Regions from separate parts of the Mus musculus genome. Here regions 1, 2 and 3 are each linked to region 4. Evidence: chromatin contacts called from public Hi-C data. All regions are on one chromosome and are shown on one strand. Each heading gives the region's core, a stretch centred on a gene start, on an enhancer-like site or on the middle of the called end of the contact. The rest is flanking DNA. Distances are from core to core; before and after follow the strand shown.

What was found. A called contact is a pair of places that touch in the nucleus more often than the background predicts.
Region 1: a contact with region 4 is called in a Hi-C map of the N1E-115 cell line, with 8 times the contacts expected there. The contact joins two enhancer-like sites. A contact is called at or near these places in 2 of 484 Hi-C or Micro-C datasets (the N1E-115 cell line and uterus) and 4 of 115 datasets of contacts at active chromatin or transcription factors (embryonic forebrain, embryonic midbrain, forebrain and 1 more).
Region 2: a contact with region 4 is called in a Hi-C map of the N1E-115 cell line, with 2.7 times the contacts expected there. The contact joins two enhancer-like sites. A contact is called at or near these places in 3 of 484 Hi-C or Micro-C datasets (the N1E-115 cell line, bone marrow-derived macrophages and uterus), 1 of 115 datasets of contacts at active chromatin or transcription factors (embryonic stem cells) and 1 of 9 other capture datasets (embryonic stem cells).
Region 3: a Hi-C map of the N1E-115 cell line shows a contact between it and region 4, with 4 times the contacts expected there. The contact joins two enhancer-like sites. A contact is called at or near these places in 1 of 484 Hi-C or Micro-C datasets (the N1E-115 cell line) and 1 of 9 other capture datasets (embryonic stem cells).

Annotation. Positions count from the first base shown.
Region 1 is chr1:14,502,697-14,505,396 of GRCm38.p6, reverse strand. No RefSeq gene overlaps it. Among named protein-coding and RNA genes, the nearest start is that of Eya1, 190 kb to the right of the region's middle. Within about 2 kb of position 1,421, at least 27 of the 459 cell types and tissues checked have an H3K27ac peak or open chromatin away from gene starts, as enhancers often do. A contact at or near this core is called in the N1E-115 cell line, where this site is marked.
Region 2 is chr1:14,625,811-14,628,510 of GRCm38.p6, reverse strand. No RefSeq gene overlaps it. Among named protein-coding and RNA genes, the nearest start is that of Msc, 130 kb to the left of the region's middle. Within about 2 kb of position 1,255, at least 7 of the 459 cell types and tissues checked have an H3K27ac peak or open chromatin away from gene starts, as enhancers often do. A contact at or near this core is called in the N1E-115 cell line, where this site is marked.
Region 3 is chr1:14,419,675-14,422,374 of GRCm38.p6, reverse strand. No RefSeq gene overlaps it. Among named protein-coding and RNA genes, the nearest start is that of Eya1, 110 kb to the right of the region's middle. Within about 2 kb of position 1,269, at least 4 of the 459 cell types and tissues checked have an H3K27ac peak or open chromatin away from gene starts, as enhancers often do. A contact at or near this core is called in the N1E-115 cell line, where this site is marked.
Region 4 is chr1:13,859,956-13,862,655 of GRCm38.p6, reverse strand. All of the region lies in intron 1 of Gm31195 (a long non-coding RNA gene), which reads right to left. Among named protein-coding and RNA genes, the nearest start is that of Gm31195, 15 kb to the right of the region's middle. Within about 2 kb of position 1,400, at least 19 of the 459 cell types and tissues checked have an H3K27ac peak or open chromatin away from gene starts, as enhancers often do. A contact at or near this core is called in the N1E-115 cell line, where this site is marked.

The DNA of each region.
Region 1 (2,700 bases), core at 172-2,671, 640 kb before region 4:
TATTTGTCTTTTTGACTCACAAAAATATGTCCTTTCGTTAAAAAATTAAATTAGTGAAACAACACAGCTTCCAGAAGTAAGCCACTCCCCCGCCTACCTGTTTTTAAAGACGAAAAAGCTACCAAAAATCTTCATTTTCTCTACTTCTTAAGAGAAGAGAGTCACTATTAATGAATGAAATTCGAATATCCTGTTTGAGGAAGTAGACACATCTTTTAATCTTGAGTTTAGACAAAGGCGCTGTTCATATCTCTTTGGGGGAACTATCTCCCGCATCGGAACAGCCTTGCCAACAGCATCTCTCTTTGAGATGCCTCCGAAGTATCCCACAAACATTTCCAGTGTGCTGCTGCTGCTACGTTTAACACCGTGTGTTGAAACCACTGTCATCTAGTTTCCACTTTTATCAGACAAGCGGGGCTGGAAAGAGCTAAAACAATATATACTAGAAAGGAAAAATAAGGAAGGCTCAGACTATCCTCATTCCTACTTTCACTTCTCTCCCCTCCCCCCGCCCCCTCCCCCTCCCACCCAATTTACAGAACCACGTGTGGGCTTCTACTTCTCCAGCTGTTCTCCAGTTTCTTATACAGTTTGGGTTTGGGATTTTTTGTTTTCTTTTCCTTTTTTTTCTTTTCCCTTTTCTTCTCTCTCTCTCTCTCTCTCTCTCTCTCTCTCTCTCTCTCTCTCTCTCTCTCAGTAGTAAGAAAACCAATGCAGAGTGAGAAAAAGGGTCTGATTTCGGATTGCAGAGCCACCAGAAAGAGCTACAGGGCCCGCTAATCAGGACTTGCTGGCCGAGCTGATCCCCTGGGATGCGCTGCTGACTACCGAGAAAGTCCCAGCCTCCTAGCTTGGAGGGAACAGAGAAGCATTGAGCAAGAAGCTAGGTTTACACAGAGAGGACTAGAAATCAACAAAGGAAACCCTCCTGTCTGAGGTGAATTTCACTTAACTATCTGCATCCGGCTGGAGTCCTTTGGTCTTTGGTCCAGGACGAGTCCTTCGTAGCTACAGAACATCGTGCGACCCTCTGCCCTACCCTCCTCCTCCTCTTCTTCCTCCTCTTCCTCCTCTTTTTTCTCATCTCAATTTTCAAATGGGTCAACTATTACTGATCTTGCAAGCTACCTTTCCCAGTATTTCCTGCACTATACATTTTTCGTTTTTCCGGAGCAAACGGTTTAATCAGCACTTTTAACATGCAATTAATTTTCAAAGTGTATTCATGTCCCCTTCTGTCTGAACTCTCTGGAAAGCCACATTCAACACCACAGGTAAACACAACACTTCCAGTTTGCCTCTGTAAATGTAAATTAGTCTGATTGCTTGTCAAAATGCAAGTGCTGCAGGATCGCAACCCAGGCTCATTAAATTACTGACTTCAGTCTTTAAGGAATCATACATAACTTCGAAGATTAAAACACGCTATGAGCAGCAATTACACTTTTTTTGTTGTTTGTGAAAAGCTCAGAGTCCATGCAGCATTTTACCCTACCCGATTACCAGTGGTTCTCTTAGATCTTTGTCAAGTAATTTGAGTTTTACTTTTGAAAATATAGATTCGATCGTTTAAGAGGAAAATGTCTCTAACGTGTTGTGTCTGTTTAGGTTGGGCGCTTACTTCGGGATCTTCAGCAAATTAACAATTAGAAATCTGGGACAAAGATTTCAGGATTAAAACGGCAGGAGTATTCAACATGCTTTGTGGGGATCAAACTAAGAGGATGAAATTTGCCCCCTCTGTTCAAGCTCACTATACATTATATATGTTACAGCTGTGATTCAGATAATCCACCGTTTTAGTATCCTGTTAATGCTTGGGTGAAGTGAGTCCATGAAGCAGAATTCAGTTCTGATCCTTAAAGGACAGCTTAGGAATTGCATGTGTCTAGTGTTTGAAAAACAACCACATGATAGCAAGAGTAAAACATACCACCCAGCCAAGCAAGCAGACAACAAAAGGAAAGCAGTCAGTCTCAATCAGCACGTGCAATCTCTGCAGATCGGACTAATACTCCCAGGCACATTAGGTTTTCATTAGGGAAACTGGCCCTTCAGAGTGCCTCCCAGAACATGTCCAGAAATGAAGACAAGTGCTCTGCTGGAAACATAATTTGCCTCACCCCAGACATGCTTTGCTTATCGGACAGGTCATTTTGCTCTCTGCCTGCCACCACTCCTTTGGCACTAATCTTGGCACTTGGGTGGGTTCTGGTTTGGCATGGAGGACAGGAAAGTTTGGAAATGATCTTTATTGCTCCCTCTGATACTGGCCTTCAGGAGTGCTGCAAGTCAATGCACTGCTGCTTATTTTGTCCAAATGAGTGCCCTTCCACAAGCCATGCTTTTTAAGAAAAAGTCCTGATTGTTAAAACTGTAAGAGAGCTCAAGCTCTCAAAGATTTAGTTTTCTTTTTTATGGTAACAGAACTTAGAATGGAACAGGGTTGGGTCTTTGTTGTTGCTATTGCTTTTTTTATAAGAACTTACAACTTTAAACCAAAGTTTGTGTGTCTGTGTGTCTGTGTGTGTGTGTGTGTATAATTAGCTATCTATCAAATAGCATGGTAAGAAAGTTGTAATCAAAATTAAACCTAAGTAAATTCCAGGAGTATGTGTGGGGAAATAAATAGTCTAAGCAGCATAAACTCGAGATCTAATTCATGTTTTTCATGAATTCAACCTCTTCATTTACTGT
Region 2 (2,700 bases), core at 6-2,505, 770 kb before region 4:
AGAATTACTTTGGGTCTCATCGACGAATCTATAATAGGAGGTTGAGATGCAGAAGGCTGTGTAACATTTTCCAAGAATACCCAATCCCCAGGTTCAAACCCCAGAACCACACACACACACACAATATATATATATATATATATATATATATATATATATATATATATATATATATATATATATATATATTTGATGAAGTGCTCAGCTCTGAATGGGATGTCTATATCTCTCTCTTTCCCCAGAGCTCAGGGACAGGAGTGCATGGAAAGAGTGTAAAGCCAGAGCCAAAAGTAAGGGACATCTGCAGGAAAACTGTTTGTGAGACACAGTAACACCATTGTACAAGGGAATGGACAGTGGCTGTGAGGGCGTAAATAAGATCCGCACAAGAACAAGCCAGCCACAACCCTGGCACAGATTGGGGATGGACTCACAAAGGCGCACCCCATCTGCACAGCTATTAGCAATTGAGGGTTACTGATGATCTGAAAGTCAGTTCTCTTCAGGAATGCTTCATGTGAAAGGCTCCAGTAGATGTTCCTCCATCCACACACATACAGGCATCAATAGGTGTACCTGATGGGAAAAACAAAAACAAAGAAACAAAACAAAGGAAAAAACAGAAGACAGCACGGGAAGCTGGGAAAAAAGGTGGTAGGGGCTTGAGAAGGAGGTGCAGGGGAGGAAGTGGAGGTGGATTAGATCAGAACAGATATGCTTGTATGAAATTCTCTAACAATAAAAAGAAAAATCTATAGTGTATCTCTGTGTGGTTGTCTTCTCTTCCTTTCTGTTCATAATTTTGTACTTTGCTTGTATCAGAAAAACAGTTAGAATTCATCAAATCAATTTTCCAATGGGGAAAAAAAAAATCAGAAACAGAGTCCACAAAGGCTTTCCACTTTTAAATAAAATAATAACTCAGTTTTCTCTGAAAAGAATTAGTACTCCAAAGAAGTGTGCAAAAAGTGCTGTTTTAATTACAGGAGATGGGGAATGAGCTACTGCCTGCTTGTTGCTGTGGGCAGGAAACTCTCTCAAGCGCTCCTTGACACCACCGGTCAGAGAAAAGCACTAAAACATCTTTGAACTTGAATTTCAAGTGCCTTGAAATACTATAATCTTAATTAGCTATGACACATAAATTACTTCATTTTACGCCCACGACTGTTGGCATTCAGAGTTCCAAGTCAGAGTTTCTGAATTCTCAGATTAACATGTGTGCCAGGAAGGGCCATTATTGTCCTGGGGAGGAAATCTCTTTCGCCTCCCGGGAAAAGGCACAGAACAGAAAGACAGAAAATGATGCTTTGTACTTGGTAGATCCTATGGAATCTATCAGGAAAATTGCCAAGCTATTGTCTTACATGGTAACAAATAATTAGTCAATTTCAAGAAATAATACTAAGGCTTCTTAACTGGAATGCCTACAGCTCTCTTGGGAGATTTGCAAGCTATCCATGGATGTATTTTAATTCTGTTTTTACTTATTCTGATGACTATCTTAAAAGCTAACATAGTTGGGCTTATGTGGAGGGCCAAGGCACTGAGTATTCGTCCCAGGGTGCATGCGCACATCTGCCTTCTGGAACACAGCAGCAGCACCTGCTACATTATAGCTGAACTGGCTGAGGGAAGCTTGAGGACAATGGCCTGCGTTGATGACATGCAGATTCAAAGTTAATTCAGATCGATTCTGAATAATGAAAGGCTTGAAGTATCACATAACACTCAGTAATTAAGGCATGCTGAAGTCAAAAGATGTCAAAAGAATATGCACTACAGTCCCCAGTTCCATTTTCAACAAAATGACAGTAATTAATATTATCAATTTGAATTTTACTGGCTTTGTATTTAATTTATAAATACATTTTCTGTTTGTGTAAATGCCATAGAGATACTTACTTTTATTTTGCCCTTATTTGTTTTTCTACTTGGAGAGTATGAAGATCAGCATGGATTAAAAACGTTCAAAATAGAAAGAAAATATCAGAAATGCGAAAGGGCCTAAGAAAAAAATGTTATACTCAAACACATATAATTACTCATCATATCAAGTCAAAGAAGACAAATTTTCATATGGCATGTATTCATTGCCCATACCAAACCCTATTTAATACAAAAATTAAAGTAGCAACATGAAATATATTGTGCAGTTCATTAGAACTATAATCTTTCTTTTTAATGTGCACGTGTGCACATGTGATGTATACACATGTGGGCATGTGCACATACATACAGAGTTTGGCCATCCAAGCTGATGTTTTCATCTACAGCTCTCTTCTTGATTTAAAATAGAAGTGCTTATTTTATTTGTGTGCAGTTTGCATGTGGGGGTGGGAGGGCAACATATTACACTGCATTTATAGATGTCAGAGGGCAACTTTTGGGAGTCAGTCAGTTCTCTTCTTTCAATATTTGTGCCCTCAGGCTTGGAGGCAAACACCTTTACCCACTGGGCCATCTCCCCAGCCTCAGAGCTTTTCTTCTTTAAAATATATTTTAGAATGCGTCCAGTGGTACGTCTCAGGAATCTCAGAATTTGAGAGGATGAGTCATAAGAACCAAAGAAAGTGCCAAGCCAGCCTGGGCTACAGAACAAGATCCTGTCTGGAAAAATCAGATTACTCATTAGAACAAATAAGATGCATCTTAGCATTTCTCTCTCTAGAAGGTCAGCAATGAGAATATCATTTATGC
Region 3 (2,700 bases), core at 20-2,519, 560 kb before region 4:
CTTATCTGTACTCTTCAGTCTCACTCAGTATATTGACTATGGGACCATGCTTGTCATTGCTATGCAGCAATTCAGTGCCTAACTATCCCATACTTTATTCTATATATCACTAATATATATTTGACTTGCCCACTGTACTTTTTAAAAAATATATTGTAAGTATAACATTTCTGGGTAGTCTGATTTTTGTCCTAGTTTTGGACATAAAGACTCATTTGTTCCAATAATGGTATTGATGGTTATCCTTGGTTTCTATTGCTGTGTTAAAACACTACAACCAAAAACAACGTGAGAAGAAACAGATTTATTTCACCCTTTGGCTTATAGTCTGTCTTCCTGAGGAGGTTGGCCAGGAACCTGGAGTCAGCAACTGAAGCAGAGACCAAAGAGGAGTGCTGCTTACTGAGTTGCTTCTCATGGCTTTCTCAACCTGCCTTTTTATAACACTCAAACCCACCAGTGCAAGGGTGGCACCAACCATAGGAGAGGGGCCCTCCCACATCAATCATTGGTCAAGACAAAAGCCAATCTGTTGAGGACATTTTCTCAATTGATGTTCCCTCTTCCCAAGCAACTCTAGTCAGTACCACAATCATAAGGAAGATGCATGTTTTAGTTTAGATGGTCCTGCTACACTGTCTTCTGACCCAATAGAAGGTGCTTTTATGTTGCACCTTCACCATCTCCAGGAATGACTCGATCCTCTGCTTATCTGCTTATCATTGTTGTGTAACTCTCCATCCCAAATAAGCCCCGGCAATGAAAACACAACACAGTTAATATAATTACATGCTGTGCATCTAGATTGGGCAGATCTCTGCTACACTACCATCTTCTACATTTATGAGGCCCCTTAGAACTTGCAGTTTCTCCAGGCCATGTGCTCCCGCTCTGCTTTTCTTCCTCCTCCTCCTCCTCCGCATCTTCTCCCTTGTCCACTTTCTCCTTCTTCTCTTTCCCACCTTCAGCTCCACCTTCCCTTTTATCTGCTCAGTCATCAGCTCTTCTTTATTTTACAAATTAAGGAGGGAAGCAGGTTTACAGGAAATCACCTGAGTGCTGACTCAGTTTTTGTTCACAACCCCTCTCAGGAGAACCGAATTAACATCAAATATAATTAGCCCCAAGGCTATCCAGCAATTGTTCATTAGGACTTTAATCTGCATTTGTTAGAAGTATCTTCATGTGCCTCTGTTACCCTCTTATGCTAAGTGACTGTTCACCTCTCTTTGTTCACTTAGGTTTTCCCCTTAATTGTTCACAGGAACTCATTAGGGAAGCTGACTGTATTGGATATACTACAAATGATATCTCCCAGTCTGTATTGTGAGTTGTCATTATCAGACTGTTGGTCTGGGGCTGTCAGGGATCAAACCCAGAATCTTATGTATGCTAAGCAAGTCCTCTACCACTGGGTTGCATTCCACACCAAATATGGAAGTTTTATACTTTCATGCTGCCTGTCTTACCCCCAAGGATGAGGTTCTTGAGAGCAGGGACTTTGTGCAGTGTGAAGATGAGAATCTGATCATAGTGAAACACATGCCAGGCAAGCACTCCACCACTCAGAAGGCCACAGCCAGCTAAGTAGCTTTGGCTTAAACCAAACACCTTGAGGTTCCCATAATAGAGGGCTACACATAATGATCTCACAGTCTTTGACAAGAAACTACATGGAAGCCTATTGCTATGGAAAAATACCTAAATTATAAGTAGAAAGTAGAATGGTAGAGAGCCGGCAGTAATTCTATGGTGGACGGTACAGGAAAAGCATCAGATCTCTGTAGACTGTGTTGAGATCAGCTACTTAGACTTCACCCTGGAAGGGCTTTTTGGAGAGCAGGGCCCTGAACTTCTCATTTTACACAGCAAAGTGAGTCTGAAGAATGTGAACTAATCCACTGTAATTACAGTAAACCAATGTGAGCGTTATATTAGAGCTTCTTAAATACTATGGGAACTACACCTGCAGTGATTTTCTCCATCAGTCCTAGCGGCAAACACTTTGTCTCGTGGTCTAAATAATACAGTCAGATTTTGATGGTTATTTCCCGGTAACATTTTTTTTTTGTGTGTGTATACATGGTTACCAGTGATTGACAGTAATCACTTAAGTCTGTGAAACGCTCATAGGAAACTTAGAGAAGAGAGAGTGTCATGCTGCTCTGCATCTCTGCCTTACTAATCCTGAGTCTGGAACCACTTGAGAGATGCCCCATGAGGCACACTGAAAGGGAAGAGAATGGCACCTTTGGCCCTGCAGATTATGAACTGGGAAGTGTGACACAGGCCTCCACAACCAGTGTCACTAATATCCTTCCTCCTGCTACCTACTGTTTCTCACAATGAATCTGGAATGACTCCTTGGATGGCAAGCTATGTCTTAAGGGCAGAGTTGTGTTTTAGAAACCCATGTGTCAGCGTTTGGGGACAGAAAGAGCAATCCAGTCTAACCTAACCATCAAACTATGGAAACCAGGCTCATGCTCCTGACTAACTGCCTACACCAAACATAGTAGAACCAAGCTGGGCACTTCTTCTCTTGTCTAGATCTCTCAGGTCCTTAAAGGAAAATGTCTATGTGTGCAGTGTTTCTCTCTGAGTGCTTGGCTGTGACAAGCCATGCCATGCCTTCTCCAAGAGGAGGCAAAACTGAGCAGTAAGGGAAAGCAACCTCTCCTGGAGCTCCTGCTCTTCTCA
Region 4 (2,700 bases), core at 151-2,650:
GCAGGACCTTGCTCACATCATATAAGCATCATCTGAAAATGAGGATGATTTATACCCCTGTCAGAATTTGATATGCTGATCCAGAGAAATACCTAGCCTGGCCTTTAGGAAGCACTCGAATAACAGTAAGCAAAATTTACATCTTGATCTGATATATCCAAAACAGGTGGTAGAACCCGAGTTGAGAGTCTCCGTTTCTCTTTCTTCTCCAATCTGTGTTCATGTGTGTGCTCGTGTGTGTGCTCGTGTGTGTGTGTGTGTGTGTGTGTGTGTGTGTGTGTGGTGTGTGTGTGTGTGTGTGTGTGTGTGTGTGTGTGTGTGTGTGTGTATGTGTGTGTGTGTGTGTGTGTGTGTGTGTCTGTCTGTCTGTCTGTCTGCCTACCTGGCACCCTCCCTAACCACTCGACATTGATTGTGTCCTTGTTGTTGCCAGCATCCCACTTTCTCAAGGTCTGCAAACATGCACACAGGCGCGCGCACACACACACACACACACACACACACACACACACTGTAGCATGGTAATCCTGATGAATTCCAGATCCTTGCACTGTTAGTGATTTAACAGAAGCCTACAGAAGCATACTAAGTCTTCACTTAATTTTAAGGTACTTTTAAAGGTGTTTTAAACTTTTATCTACACATAGCTATGAATTTCTCAACCTATCCAGCTTTTAAGACAAACTAATAGGAATGACAAAGAATGTATCGTTTTGAAAACTGAACTTTGCTAGGTAGTAATGTAGAAATTTGGTGCCTGGGGTTTCTGAATGCATGAAAAATCCATTAGAAAGAGAGCTCAGAAGAGCCTTCAGCTGTAAGGTAAAAGCATATAAAAGTATTTGAATTTTTTTGCTTATTTGTTTCGTTTTTCAAATGGATAAACACACAGGGAGGCGATTCTTTTTAACCTTAACCCAAAGGAGATAATGTGCCAGCTTGTCCCTGTTTGGGGAGCCTTCTAACAACAAACTTGATCATTTCAGGGACAAATTGTGAAGATTCAGTACAAGTTTCTTGATTGCAATAGCAACTGGTCACAAGCAGCCTCCACTTAAAGCCAGGGACCTTTGTAGTTGCTGTGCCAGGAGGCCATAAACATATGTATCTTTGGAAAACGCTCATGTGTTTTCAACTTCCTGAAGAATTCTTGTAAAATATAACCGAACCACATGACCCTTTGTCCTGGACTTTTATTCCACTAATGGACAAATTGGGAGGAGGCTGAGAACAAATGTGCTTTTAATTACCCAGATGCCTTTTTAATAGAACCTTGGATTAGTCTTTAGCCACTAAACATTGTCCAGAAATTTCTTAATAATGTTGGTGTGCAAAGCATTCCTTCCAGGAGAATAAAGATCTCATTGCCTGGCAGGCCAGAGTTCTGTCAGGCTATTCAGGAGACGACAGACAAAGAGCGGGTATTGTATAGACCGGAAGAATGACAGGCTGCATCTGAGCTGCCGGTTCTTCCAGTAGTGGCAGATTTTCTAAGTCAGTGCAGATCCTCACAAAACTGGGTGGTCAGCTTTGGAGAAAGGTAACAGTGGGGCTATTGATTCTGGGTGGGAGCAACCTAATTCTGAACTAACTTGAATTGATTCAGTACAACAGAATGCCTTGGTATCGGATTAAAATTAGGATTAATATGTCAAATGTTAGGTCAGGATGTTAAACCCCAGTGCTGAACAATCTACATGAAGAAAGTCAAAATTGATGCAGGCAGCTTTTAACTAGAAGATAATTTGTTGAGTGGTTCTAGAAAAATGAACTTAAACTTCACTGGTGATATAGGTAACGTGTCTGTGGGTGCATGTATGTTTGTGTATGTGTATGAGAGTGTAATGACTGTATGCATGAATAACTGTGTATCTTTGTGTCTGTGTGTATATATGTTTGCATGCATGCATGCATGCATGAGACAGACAGAGAGACAGATTTTCGTCTGGCATAGCTGGGAGACAGTCTGGCTCACTATTTGTCCTTACTTTTATAAAATTGCCTTGCCAGAGGCCAAATCTGTTGCTCAAGTTTTCCAAGGAGTCAGCAATTAACTCTCCCCAGACTCCTCAGATGCACTCTCAGTCGCTCATGCAGGATGCACACTACCATTTCCAATATGTTCTTCTGACTCCAAAACAATGGATTCATGTTTAGGGAAACAGAACACAAAAACAAGCTTAACATTAAGAAACATCCACACGGCTATGTCTTAGAGAAGAACACAGGACATCAGGTCAAATGTCCTGACACAAAGAGGAAAGAGAACACAGGAGTGAGGGGGGAAGGTAATTTGAAAACAAGAAAAAGAAAATGACATTTTATTGGAATGTGTCTTTTCCTTCATGTTTTGAGGTCACTTTGATATTTTCCTCTTTTTATATAGCTTGTCTTAAAAGAACGAAGAGATAAAGGGTCAACATGCCCCTTTTATAGCCAGCACAGTCAAGGGAACTTTTTTTTACTTAAAGCAATGAGGTTTTTAGTACCCAGTTCCTGGCAGTTAATAAAATATACTTCTCACTCTTCCTGTTGGATTTTTCTCTATCAGCCGTGTCTGGTCTCTGTAGAATAGAACATTTAATCTATTTAGGAGTGCTGCAGCCTGTAAGCTTCCAGGTGCTTTGGCGTAGGCAGAATGTATTTGCAGGTCTTTAGATCCCTAGTCATAAACAACCTCTGACTGATGGTGTCCGGTTG